2 separate regions of the Danio rerio genome follow, and region 2 is linked to region 1. Evidence: chromatin contacts called from public HiChIP or PLAC-seq data. All regions are on one chromosome and are shown on one strand. Each heading gives the region's core, a stretch centred on a gene start, on an enhancer-like site or on the middle of the called end of the contact. The rest is flanking DNA. Distances are from core to core; before and after follow the strand shown.

Region 1 (7,107 bases), core at 1,208-3,707:
CACTCAGTAATCACGTTTCTCCTCTGCCACCACATTACATATCTCAGCCGTAATCCATATGCAGATGACATTAGGGCGGATTGTTATTTAATTGGGCCCTTGAAGGTCTGTCAGCACGTCTTTATCGGCGAGCCCTTGTCTTTTAACTACCTAAAGCGACCCAGCCATCCCCTCATATTCATCTGGCCAACAGAAACGCTCTGGCTGTCACTGGGTGGATGAATGCTAATGAGAGCCAGAAAGATGAGTCTTTAGTGAGATCGGGTTTTGGCTCATTGCTCAGCGAAATGTTTGGCCAGCTCACTGATGATATTTGTCTTCCTCAGTCCATGCTGTGATAAAGCTGTAAGCAGGAGTGGGACAGAGAGGGATCGGTGTTCCATTGTGAAAATGTCCCCAGAAACCTGACCATACTAGCATGCACAAATTATTTTTAAGCCATATTTCTTTATGAAACTTCACATGTGTATGAGACATTCTACCAAAAAACGTTTTTAGTTTTAAATAATTAAAAACATGACAGGGCCTGACTTAAGCTTGCCATACAAAACATGCATAAAATCATACAATTCAATGGTAGAATGCATCCTTGATCACTGTCAGCTTCTTCTCGGTCAAATCATGCCACTTCCGAGTCATGGCCTTAAACATGTAATGCACGCATTTTGTTAGATTTAATGCAAATGTGACAGTACTGAACAGAAACACGGGAACAATTGTACATTTATTATTATTATATATTTGCAGTAATTATTTGTAGAATCTAATTAAAATAATATGTTTCTAACCAATTGATGTGAATGATAACACCTTAAACTTGCTATTTCTGAAGCATTTTTTGTTTCCAAATAACAGTTTTTAGCTTAACAAAACTATAAAAGCTGTCGGTTCAACTGGGCTGAGGACATGGACAATGACAGTTTGTGTCTGTAAAGTGCTTTTAATAAAGAACAAAAATCTGAGAACCAGATAAATGACATATTCCTTTACAAAACAACTCACAGAAATCAACCATTAGTCCATTTTAGACATTTTTGGAATGAAATACACTTTATTCACTGTATTTATGACAGATAATGTACGTTTCTAGTAGAATGTCCCATATACAAATGATGTGCATGTTACCGTTGAGTGATGTGTCTTAAATTATGAGGCACATATTTTGCAACCAGGTTATGAGCTATATGGTGTTTTCCACTGTTGGGTTGTGGCTGGAAGGGCATCCGCTGTGTTAAAGATATGATGGACAAGCTGGTGGTTCGTTCCACTGTGACGACCCCTGAATAATAAAGGGACTAAGGTGAAAAAAATGAATGAATGAGCTATATTATGAGATTTCAGATTAATTGAGTGCTTTAGGGAAAGCACATTAGAAAAGACTGTTTACACAATAAACCAGAGTGTTTATTATTATTATGACATAAACTAAAGGGAGGGTGACAGTGGCGCAGTGGGTAGCATGATTGCCTCACAGCTGGAAAGTTGCTGGTTTGAGCCTTGGCTGGGTCAGTTGGCATTTCTGAGTGGAGTTTGCATGTTCTCCCTGTGATTGATTGGATTTCCTCCGGGTGCTTCGGTTTCCCCCACAGGTCCAAAGACATGCGCTATAGGTGAATTGGATAGGCTAAATTGACCATAGTTTATGAGTGTGAATGAAAGTGTGTGGGTGTTTTTCAGTGAAGGGTTGGAGCTGGATGGACATCCGCTGTGTAAAACTTGTGCTGGATAAGTTGGCGGTTTATTCCGCTTTGGCGACCCCAGATTAATAAAGGGACTCAGTTGAAAAGAAAATGAATGAATGAATGAATGAATGAATGAATGAATGAATGAATGAATGAATGAATGAATGAAGGAATGAAACTTATTAAGAACAAATGAAGGGTGAAGGGAATGTTTCCATTTAACCATTGCTATTGGAAGAACACTTTTATTTGCAGTTAGGATTTTCCTAATATAATTGTTATAAAAACATCTATACACGATAGAAAGGCCCTTAATAGTAAGCTATCCAGTTAATAAGTTAACTATAATTAACATGAGTATAAGCCATGTCTATTGGCTAGCTGAAATAGCGCCGTCTGGTGGAGAAACGACGACTTCACCAAAATCAGATTTGATGCGGGACGTTAAACTCCACGACTAAAAATGGATGTAAGGTTTCTTTAGAACCGCTTTGATATAACTACATTTTAAAGCACTGCTGAGAAAGCCTTGTTATTGATTAATAGGACGAGAGACACACCAGAGATAGCTGCTGCCGCTGCTGCTGCACGTCAGCCAGTGTTGTTGGTGGATGGAGGTGGTTCCTGACCCTCGTTCTCATAGCAACAGTGAAGGTGGAGCGATATATTTTAACGGAGGGGTTGGATTGTTTGTGAGTTGACGTCACGTGACTTGTCGCTGGGGAATGGGGGCACTTCCTGTTTTACTCTGCCGAGACTTGAGCCGCTGTTGTCAGTTTCAACAAAATGGCTGCTGGAGCGCCACAAACGAAATCCCAGTGAACGCTTCACGTCAGTGCAGAATCGTTTCAAATGGATGCATTGGAATTTCCGAGCATTGGGACATTAATTCGTGTGGACTCGTTTGCATACGTGTTATCGAGCTGAAAGGCATGCTGAAAGATTTCCCTTTACGCACTTTATATACATCCAAAAGCATACTAAAGCTCAAACTGCCAGTGCGCGCGCGTCTGTGAGGGTGCGCGCGTGAAGCTGCTTCTTAAAATCGCCGAAATGTTACACTTGATCAACCTTAAGCTTGCTCGCTGACGTGCAGAATTGTCGTTTAATGTCCTTTTCACTGTTTGCACTGGTATTTGTTTTTAGAGATTGTTTCTTTCCCCCCTCTGGATAAATTCCACTGCATAATAAGAGGTGAATTCCTCAACTGGAAAGTCAGGCTCGCCATTGCAGTTCACTGCAAGAGCGAGAGAGTCTGACTGCGACTGAATATATCTGATCTGTGTCAGTACGGGTATCGACAACATCCTCCTTCACCATGCAGCTTATGCACCCCATCTGAACCGCAAACTGCAGTTGCTCCGTGTGCGAAATAAAGGTAAGATAAGGCTTTTTGATAAATGTTTTAATGTTTACGTGGGCGGGGTGTGCTTGTTTCTGTTTACAGTGGCAATGCGTCATTTTAGGATTCACTTTCGAGCCTTTATAGTATTTTGACAGCCAGTGACATTCTATCCAGAATTAGAGACACCACCAAAAGCAGACATACGCGCAGGATCTTTAACAACGTGCGGTCTTTTTGTTTTGGTGGCTGGAAATAGCTTACGTGTGCAAATGTTTACTCCCCCGTAAATCAACATTGGCCCATTTTCTAAACAGATATGCGGGATAAGCATCTTTTCTATCGGATTCAATTCCTGCTCAAGATCCATAATGTTAGTCTATATGACTTGTGATTTGTGTATTGCGTTTAGTTAACGCTAGAGTTTGATTGTGTGTTGTGTAAATACATGTGTCCAGTGTTTGCTGGGAGTCCCGTCACATCTTTTTGGTGCTCAAAATGTTGTTTTGGAGGCATATCTCGCTGGTGTTTGAGGTTATGTTGTTGTTGTGGAGAGTCGCGCTAACGTTAACGACAAACCCCGGGCGACGAATTTATAGAGAAAGAACTGCTGTGATTGTGATATTTATGGGTCTTTGGATTAGAAATAACCCTTGCATGTCTGACCAACGCGTCTCCCTTCACTGTGCGCTCGAGGCTCTGTCATTTTGATATTGACGGCAAGATTCAGGCTTATCAAATAAAATAAAACTAGCGTTTAGTAATTATTACGAGACTGTGTCTAAGTTTCCATCGAAACGTCAGTTAACGTTACTACGTCATCCTGTTGTTATTGCTACGAAATTCACAATAAACAGAAGTCAAACAATTTAAGCTGTCAGAGAATGGTTGTCAGTGCTTATTTTCTTTTTCTAGAGTCTTTATTAATACTGAATGTCCACCGCCTGATATATTCACCAATACTGTGCTCCCAAATGTAGCTACGTACGTTTTCACCTCAAAGCAGGATCCCGCTAACGTGCTTTCCGTCTGAGGACAGCACCAATGTCAAACGTCCCCATGACTGTTCATGTGGTGCAGTTGCTAATTTGGCAAGGAGAGTTTCTGCTCCCCTCCCAGGGTCAGGGGGCCCCTGTCAGAGGCAGACCTTTGAAAAGGGCTGTGTGTTCTCCAAGAGTGAAAAAGGGTCAGACAAAAAGAGGCCACTTAATGCTCAGATTACCATAAAGCTTAGGTCACATTGCCTCTCTCAGCTTGTTCTTATGGAGCCTCACCAGCATTATGTGGCTAGGGATTTGCACTGTGTGGCTTCACGTTTGGTCATTTATTGCTAGTGAAATGATCATGTCTGCTGTGTGATTCCTGTGTAAAAGTTCCTGTATTGTGACTGTGGCATTTTGAGCAAGACCATAATAACCACAGATCAAACCACTAATTGCATCTCTTAGGTCAGTGTCAGGATAGACTAGTTTTTGTAAAAAGCCAAAACCTTAAAAATAGAGTCACTGTAATATGAATGAAATGTGTCTTCTGTCCAAACCACAGTTGGTAAAGTGTTGAGTATTGTTCAAGTAAAACTGTGCCACAATTTATCAAATTGCTTTGAAGGCAGCATTAGCTTGCACCTGTTTATCTCTTTGTGTATCCTGCAAACAACTGTTATTTTCTTTTCCTTTTGTGCATGTGCAGTTTTCTGGTAAAAACATTTTACATTTGCAAGTGTACATTCGCACATGTAAGATTCACTTCAGGATCTGTATTTAAAGCCACAATAGAGGATCCCGTCTGAGCTTCCAGTATCAGTCTACGCTAAAGGAAACATTCACTGTTGACATATTTTGCTGAATGAATCTCTTATCGGGTTTTACATTCTTTATAAATTATCTTGAAATTATTTTGTTTTCATTAGTTTTTTTGTTTAACCAGTGGTTTATCTTTTATGCTAAGTGTACAGGCAAAAAGTGTTTTTTACATTAGCTATGTTTGCATCCACCTATTTACACATTTTGTATATGCACATAAAAAAGTGATGAAAACGAAAGGATGCGCAAAAGTTTTGAAAATGCGGTTAAAAAACATATGCACATAACTAAGTAGGATAAAGTTTATATTCGAAAAGAAAACATGCGCAAAAAATGTGTGGAAACACATTTATCGATTTTAGTTAATCAGGAAGTGTCGATTTTGTTCTCTTTAACTCATTGAATGGAAACGCTGCCTTCTTCTTTTTTTAGGCTCCCTAAACAAAATTTGAATGAAAACTGTTTTTTTTATGCTTGTGGTGTGAAAAACCAAAAAATTAATCAAAAATCTAAAAAAAAATGTAAAAAGTTTTTTTCCCCCAGTCTTTCGTTGATAAATATTGTTTATAAAACCATCAATGCCAATAGTATATTATTGATATTTTTTTTTTTATTTGCACAGAGGTTTTTGAAAACCTTTATGTCTTGTCAAGTTTAATATCTACAGTCAAATTCAATCATTTTGTTTATGCCAATCAGTACTGAAGATTGCGCCTGGATCTTTTTATCCGATGCTTACTGGAAAAGTTTTTAATTATGGAAAATAATAATTCAGAGATGTTTCTTTCTTCGAAATCTTAAGTTACAGAAATGATAGTCTTTTGTTTTTCTACAGGTAGTCTCCAGAATTCTGTTTTCTGTTCTGTTTTCTTCTTCATTCTCGCAGGTCTGATTTAAGGAGGTTAATGTTTTGAACTTTCAGGATGTGTTTTTGGCATAGGCATTACATTCTTGTTGGATTGGTTGAAAACCGCAGACTAGAGGGCCGTTCAGATGGGTCTTACAAGGGCAAGTTCGTCATTCTGAGACACAGTGTAGCAGTTCTCTGAATTCATTAACCTTTTAAGAAGACATGTTTTATTTGCAGATTGCCACATTTCACCTGCAAGTTGCATGCAAAATGGTAGTCCTTCGTTGCAGTTATGGAGCATAGACTTTCTTGTCAATCAAGCCTATCGGGATGTCTTAACTTCATACATCTTAATTTTCACACGGGTTGGAAATGGAAACTATATGTCTATTGGCTCATGGAGCATTTAAGACTTGCTTAATGTATCGTAGTAGTTTGATCGTCAATCTGCAACATTCATGTTTGTGGTATTTAAAGTATTTGTGGCTTATTTATTTTGGCCAGCAGCCGCCCACTTAGGCAGGAAGAAACGCTTTGACATGTAAAGCTAGCCACAGTCTGTGGTATTTCAGGGTGGGTAAATCTGTGTAAAAAAAGTATCCCACAATAATAGATTGGCACAAATAAATATTATTCTGAATAAGCTCTCATGACAGTCTCCTTGAACTGTTGAAATGTGTTTAGACTTTGCAATCATTGTAAAAGTCATCATTCCAAAAGTAGCTACTATTGATTTTCAAAGCCAGATGCATTTTTATGATTTTGAAATAAATATTTTATGCTGGCCAAGGCTGCAGTTATTTAAACATACTTAATGCCCATGCAGTGATGATATTAATGACATTAAATGTTCATGTGTGTAATATTACAGGTTTAAGGAACTTTTGAATGCACACTGAATTCGCAGCATTTGTCTTTAGTGTCATATGATCATTTTTTAGATCATTTAGATTTAAGAATTTTTTACCATCTCCTTTTTATTTATTTTATTAATTTTGAAATGTTCATTAATGAGCAGAAAGTTTTAAACAGCGTTTACTTGTTTTTATTGTTTAAAGTCTTTACTGTCACATTTTATTGAAATACATTTTTTTAAATGGTCCCAAACGTTTGGTTCCTTAAACAAACCGTCATTAATTAGATCTTAATTTTCTTGGTTTAATAAACATTGTTTTAAATGAAGAATGCATTTTTGATGTTTAACAGAGCAAGGACATTTTCACAGTATGTCTGATAATATATTTTTTTTTCTGGAGAAAGCCTTATTTGTTTTATTTTGACTAGAACAAAAGCAGTTTTAAAGGTCAAAATTATTAGCCTCTTTAAGCTATTTTTTTCGATAGTCTACAGAACAAACCATCGTTATACAATAACATGCCTAATTACTGCCTATTTACTGCCTAGTTAACCTAATTAACCTAGTTAAACCTT
Region 2 (7,107 bases), core at 3,335-5,834, 55 kb after region 1:
TAAATATGGCTGGCAGAAGGGCCAATTTTTTTGCTATTTATGTTATATATTTTTTTAAAAATAATATATGGATGAAAAGACTTTTTTTTTTACACTGACTGTCTAATTTTATCTAGTAAAACAGTGCTCATATTAAATTCTATGAAAACAAATATAGTGAATGCTATGCGTTATGTGCAAAAAAGGTTATGTGTACACTGTAAAACCCAGTGGTCAACTTTATCAAATGAAATGAGTGTAGTTAACTCCATTTACTGAAAGTTAACTCATTTAAAAAGACTTTTAAACTCAGTGTTGAAGGTGATGAGTTAATTAAATACCTCATTACTTCAACTTAAATAGAGTAAGTTCACCGTACTCTTAGCTTTTGAAGTCAAATGGTTTGTAGAAATCGGTTTTCTTAGTTTTGAGTTGCCTTAACTTATTTGGTTTTACAGTACTCAGTTGGTTTGAGTTCTCTTCATTTATTGGGTTTTACAATGCTCGAATTGCTTCATTTATTCAAATGGATTAAGTTCACAGTACTCATTAGGATTAGTTTTTAAATTTTAAATGGTTTGTTTCAATCGGTTTTGAGTTACCTTAACTTACTGGGTTTAACATTTTAAACCTTGTGTATAAACTGTGTTTGTACAGTATGTTTGCCTACGCTATTAGGAATGCAACGATTAACCGATTTCACTATTAACCACGCTTTAATTTGTCATGGTTAATTAATCGTAAAGGCTTTTTTTTAACACCACGTTTCTGCACGGAACAAAACTGCTGCAACTAAATAAAGTTATTCAAACTGTGTGCTAGTAAGCTTGTACACTGACTAATACGTACACACATTGGATTAACTATGGCTGATGCTTTTAACTAAGGGCCGATCACATATTAAGTCTTTTGCGCGCACAAGTTTACTATTTCCAATGGAGGTGCATATTGGGAGCGATGCGTTCCCAAGTGCATGTATTTGAAAGTATGCTGCGAGCGCAACGTGAGTCACATGACAAGAACTGACCAATTAGCTTCATACTTTGCATAAAATATACACATTTCAATTATTATTCTATTCTATTATTTATTCTTATTTTTATTAATTCCTTTTTTTATTCTATGTTCTTTCATTTATTTTTAGTGTAAAATTATTGGGGTTTTTTTAAATGCAAAAAAATTTTTTTTTTTTTAACTCTAAAGAGAAATGGACTACTGTTTGTTTTTATTATTATTTTATGCTGTTTGAATTGGTTACTGAGCATCAATAAATAACTCTAAAATATAAAAGTTTTCATGTAATTTTCTAGATTAGTAGTGTTTTGAAATGAATGAATGCATAATTATTGTGGTAACTGTTGTGGTAATGTTCCTAGACTAAAATACAAGTGTACAATGTACAAGCAAAATCTATAATCGTTGCATTCCTATACACTACAGTGCAATATATAGGAGCAGATGTAATTGCATAACTTAGTCTGGATACTTATCATATTATTAATATTATTATAATAATAATACTTAATAAAATAATATGTTTTGCCCTAATTTTAAGACAGCATTGCATTTATGGCAGTCCCAGAATGTATATTGATGGTTTTAAAACCTACCTATGCTTCCATTCCTTTTCCTGCTGCCTGCCGCCTGCTGCCTCTCCTTGTTGAGTTGGCTTTTGTGTATGTTTTGAGCCGGCACGTGCACTGAGCTGTGGTTCCGCTGGATGTTACTTAACGCACATTGCCTAGCGAGTAATAAGAGCTCCCAGCTTTCTCTGTGTGTGTGTTTTTACAGGAAGCCGCTGGAATGTAGCCGAATGGCCCATAGCTCAGCTTTAAGCCAGCAACAGCAACACAGAGGCTGTATTCATTTAGCTTGTCACTTTTGCTCCCCCCATCTTTCCTACAGTCATCGCATGGCTATCTAATGTAAAATGGCCCGTGGGACGGAAATTATTTTCAACCTATCATCAGAAATCAATGGTTTTTAACTTTTTCGCATGGCCTGATGCCCCACTTCCAAGTGATTTCTGAAAGAGTAGCATTTTTTATTATTGAATACAGTGAAAATGTCAATATTGAAGTAAATTTCAGTTTTAAATAAAGACTTTCTATTAAAGTGTATTGAAAAAATGAGTGTTTCTTAGATAAGCAAACTTTAAGCAGCAATTAATGCTACATCCTTCAATGTCACCCCATCTTTTAGAAATCATTTTAATGAAACCCATTAAAGCCATAATTAATTCTTTTACAGAATACCTTGAAATTAGATTTTTTTTAAAGAAGAGTGTTTAAAAAAATTTTAAATAAATTATAGCATAGTATTTCATATTATTAATAAAAGTTTGACTATTTAATATATAAAAAAGTCCAAACTTTCAGTTTATTGAATCCTTAATAAAGGAAAGTATTTATTTCAGAAATTAGTCTTACTGTCTCCAAACTTCAATGGGAAAACATGTCAAAAACAACTTGGTGTCTTATTTTGCTTTTGGCTATAGTTAAAGTTAGATAGAATCCATAGTGCCTGATTGAGTGTTATTTCTATTACTGACATATGTACTAGGGAACCATCTCAGCCTCTTATAGTCACAGGTGACTCTTTTGGATCTCTGTGGTCTGATTCATCAGATAGAAATATCTGTCAACATTGTTCAGTTTCTTTTAGTACTCCAGCTTGCAGTATTAGGGGATTATGGGGTATATATGGTTGTCTTGAGTCAGTATTTTGCAGTTTAGTTTGATGCTGTCAAAGGCAAGCTCTTGAATCGCATTTTTCACCTTTAAAAGTGCAATATGTAATTGTGTTCAGAGTAGGGCTAGGAGATTTGGCCTAAAATCTAAATCTCAATCAATCAAACATTTTACCTGGATTATGGTTAATGAATTTAATTATTTATTTATTTATTTATTTATTTATTTTTTTTTTTTTTGCCGTCATATTTCACTGACAGCTTTTGTACAGCAAATATGCTCACATATTACAACTGAGACATTTCTGAATGAAGCATTACTTGATTTTTATATAACTGAAGGAAACACACTATCTACTTTCTATGATTATTTATTAAACATCCGTGTTGAATCACTGAAATGAAAACACAGTGTAAAACTAAGTCACTTCTTATAAAAAAAGAAAGTAAAAATAAATAACTTGCATTTTGTAAACAAAATAAATTTTAGTGTTTTTTTTCATATTAAAAGTATTAAAAGTATATTTGCATTTATTGCATCTTCTCATGTAAATAAGAATTTTAATGTAGTGGAAAATATGCCATCTGAAGGTATCTCTGGTGCAGCTTCCAATCATTGTCAATGTAGTGCAACTTGTAATGCAACTTGACCTGAGATCAGGTGTGGCTGTAAAGTAGAAAGTCTCTTCACATCCTGATAGCAATTATTCATATATGTGGTTTAAATGTATTTATATGCATTTTAATATCTGTTCAAGGTGTAGGACCAAGTTTATCCAATCAAAATGTGCGGTCTGAACCAAAATATGTACTTGCGTACCTCTGCGCACCCTGTTTACGCAGAAAAGATTACACTATCTGCTCATTCATAGACACTGTTCAGACAAAGAATGGCAGGCAAACATCAATCTACTTTTTTAAAGTTTAATTTTGTAATTAATAACTATACTATTAGTTTTCTCTCTGGTGAATGTTACGTGATGTATTGCAGTGATGTTGTCTAGTGTGCGCATTAGGGCAGCACGATATTGGAAAAATTACACATTGTGATATTTTTTTAATTCTGCGATATATATTGCAATATGAATAGATGACTTGAATAAATGATTGTAAAGAATCTGTAATTTTAGATTCTGTAGGGAAATGCATATAATATAATAAACAATATACAAGCATAGAGAAATAAAAAATTAAAAGTATGCTAATTAAATAAACAGCGCTTTATTGTATTCCGAAGAGTAGAGATGTATTCAGGTATACAGGAATTGAACAATCAAATGTAAAATAATGCTGAATAGTCTTTGTTTTATAAACAATTCAGTAAAATGCATCTTTTTTTAAGTTACAAATGGTACATTTTCTTGTGTCTGAATTCTTTTAAAACCCCCACACAGTTATAGGGCTCAAAAAACACAAACTAAAACACTTATAATATATAATTCAGACTCAACTTTGCATATACTCGCTATGTGACTATTGCGAATAATCACATTGCGATATCCATGCTGAAACGAGTAATTGTGCCAGTGTCTTGCAGATTTTAGCTCCAAACTTGCCTCAACACACCTGCATGAATGTTTCTAGAAGGCCTAGCAAGATCTTGATTAGCTAGCCTAGGTGTGTCTGATGGGGTTGAAACTAAACTTTGAGTTTGGACACCCCTGACATAGACTTTCAGTCCTATTAGGCTGACATTAGCATTTTTTAAAATCTCCTAATGCACCTTTAAGCTCTGGTGTATGTGTTTGGGTTTGGGTGGTTCAGTGCGGTTCTGTGGAGTACTTTACAACTTGCAGCCCTGCTTTGCCTGGGAATTATCAGCTCATTATAGGCCTGTTTGCCTTAGAGAGTCCTGTGTTCTCTTCCCCCAATAAGCCACCAAACAGACCTGAGTGCTGGCACTGGTCCCAGCCACACAAACTTTCTCTCATTCTCTTTTCCTGTCACACCCACACACATTTACATGCATCCTACCAACGCCAACAATGTTGTGACCAGGAAATGAAGTTGAGCTGAGAGAGTCTAGCTTTAGAAATGATAATGAGGATTTCCTCATATTCAAATGCTTTAAAACTCTCAGCTTTCCAAAAGTAATGACATCAAGAGCTAAAAATAAGATTAGACTGCTTTGCTTTAAGGCAAGCTAGAATGGATTTTACAAAGAACACATGCACATTCAAACTCTGAGATAAAAAAAAAATGATAGGTCTGAAATCTTATGACAGAAACATGCTCTGTTTACACTGTTTTATTGGCTGACAAGATAAGTCCTTGTTGTCATGCCTTAGTTCTGTTATTATCTGTTCAAGTCGCCCCCTGCTGTCTGGTTCTGGTGCTTGTCTTGCTCTTGCCTGTTCTGATGTCATATGCTGCCATGGATGAGCACAAGCATGGTTTTGTACATCAAGAGTGATGGATGTTGCATAAGACCCTCGTGCACGCTGCTTCCTCCCCCTACACTCCCACCAAGTATCTTTGCAACTGACAAATGGCTATGTCAGCCAAGCACCCCTATTCTTCACTTCAATGTTCCACTGCTGTTTAGTTGTACATGGATGCATACAAGCACAGGGCATGAATTCATAAGGCAGCATATGGTGCTGTACTTTGGGTCACAGTTTATGTTTCCAGTAACACAGGATATGTTTTTTTCTTTTTTAATAGTTGGAACAATGGAATTGCAGTGGAAAGAACAGAATGCAGTGTCTCAACTTGAGATTTATCCCTGAAAACCAGCAAGATGTGGTGCAACTGCCCATTTTGAAAATTTATATTTTAATTATGAATATAGTGAATATATGAAATGTATTTTTGGTGCATTTGAACAAAACAGATTTATTAAACAGTTATATTTATTAAAATAATAATTTTTACATATTTAGAAACTGACAGATAATACAATTAAGTTCAAGCAAAATATTAATTAACTACAACCTACAAAATTTTTATTTCATTTAAAAAAACAAATAGCTTCTCTTGATTTTTACTCTTTTTTTTTTTATTTGTATTTAATATTTTTCTATAACATATTTTGTTAGATAAGTTCCAGATTTGGCTTCAGTAATGACTAATCTTATTTATATGCACAAATATATTATTGTATAGCCTACTATTAAAAATATTTTAAAAGATTGATTTTCGAGTGGCGTACTTATATATGCTGAGCATGTTGTTTTCATTTTGTGCTAAAACCATAAAAGAAAATACATTTTAAATGTACATTTTGTGTAATATGTGATTCTGTAATTAAATACATTTCTAAATATTAAATAAACATAAATTTAACTAAATTAAAAAAGATGCGTAACTGTAGTTAAAACAAAGATTAGTAAAATTTAAACAGAAAAATAAAATTGATTCCAAATTTTCAAAAATGCAAAGTTTTTTATTAAAACTGAAATCAATCGAATAACTCTACAGATGTCTTTTTGTTTACATAGTACAAAGTTGTGTGTAATTATAATTTGGGGGAACATATTAAGTTTTTTATAAACAGTAAATTGTGGATTTCTTACCAGTTTAGCAATAACGTTAGAACACCTCCAATCATAGCAACAAATGGCATCCTCTTTGTTTTAAAAGATGTTGTTCAACATGACAAGCATATATTTCAGATTTCTTTCTGAACTCATTCTGTTCAAGTCATACTGCTGCATATGTGATAGATGTTCAATAATCATTGTGCAAAAAATTGTGCTTGTCTAGTTGCGGGTTAGTAAATTCAAGGGCTGCTTGATTCTGGCTAAAATGAAAATCACAATTTTTTTTTGCTTAAAATAAAGACCACGATTTTCTCACGATTCTGTAGATGTAAAATAAATCGAGATCACAAATCAACATCACAAATTCTTTCGATTAATTGTGCAGCCCTAGTAAAGTCCCATCTTTTTCTCTTCCCCGTGTGCATCGTGCTGTCTGGAGAGAGTACTCTGGCACTCTTAGTATAATAGTTATAATAGGCACAAATAAAATCAACCCTTTAGTGTTTTGCTTGTGAAAGCAAACACATTTATATTTTCTTGTTTGAGTTTTTGTAAAGGGTCATTTGCAGACAAGGGAATAATCAATAATGAGGCTTTTATTACATCACTGCATTTCTGGCTAGAAAAAGCTAACATTGAGTTGGAGTATAATAAGAGTCTGTTCTCTTCGGACTTTGGTGTATTGTGTACATGGGAGGCTCTGGGATCATTTGTAAACAATGCCCTCCTTGATGCCAGGAGCTAGTGTGCTTCTGTAAGTGTTCATCTTGTTTTGCGAATTTCTATCTCCAGTGCTGGAGCCATCCCTTCTTTTCTCCCAGCATGCATGCTTTCCGGTTGTCTTTCTCCTCTGCATCATTAAAGCATGGGCACACACTGCATAGACATTTAGCCCTTGGCTACCTGCCTGCCTCTATGTGAGCTTTATTTGGTGCGTTTATCCTGTTTCCTATTCAT

What was found. HiChIP or PLAC-seq counts read pairs in DNA pulled down with a chosen protein or histone mark.
Region 2: an H3K4me3 HiChIP or PLAC-seq map of pancreas shows a contact between it and region 1, with 3 times the contacts expected there. The contact joins the enhancer-like site here to the promoter of tnrc6c1 in region 1. A contact is called at or near these places in 7 of 18 Hi-C or Micro-C datasets (caudal fin, embryo, hematopoietic stem cells and 1 more) and 4 of 4 datasets of contacts at active chromatin or transcription factors (caudal fin, embryo, gastrula embryo and 1 more).

The regions. Positions count from the first base shown.
Region 1 is chr3:33,187,419-33,194,525 of GRCz12tu, reverse strand. It overlaps tnrc6c1 (trinucleotide repeat containing adaptor 6C1), which reads left to right and starts at 2,457. Exons shown (of 21, transcript XM_073944712.1): 1 at 2,457-3,060.
Region 2 is chr3:33,134,923-33,142,029 of GRCz12tu, reverse strand. All of the region lies in intron 3 of tnrc6c1 (trinucleotide repeat containing adaptor 6C1), which reads left to right. Among named protein-coding and RNA genes, the nearest start is that of znf207a, 51 kb to the right of the region's middle. Within about 2 kb of position 4,584, at least 20 of the 62 cell types and tissues checked have an H3K27ac peak or open chromatin away from gene starts, as enhancers often do. A contact at or near this core is called in caudal fin, gastrula embryo, pancreas and 1 more, where this site is marked.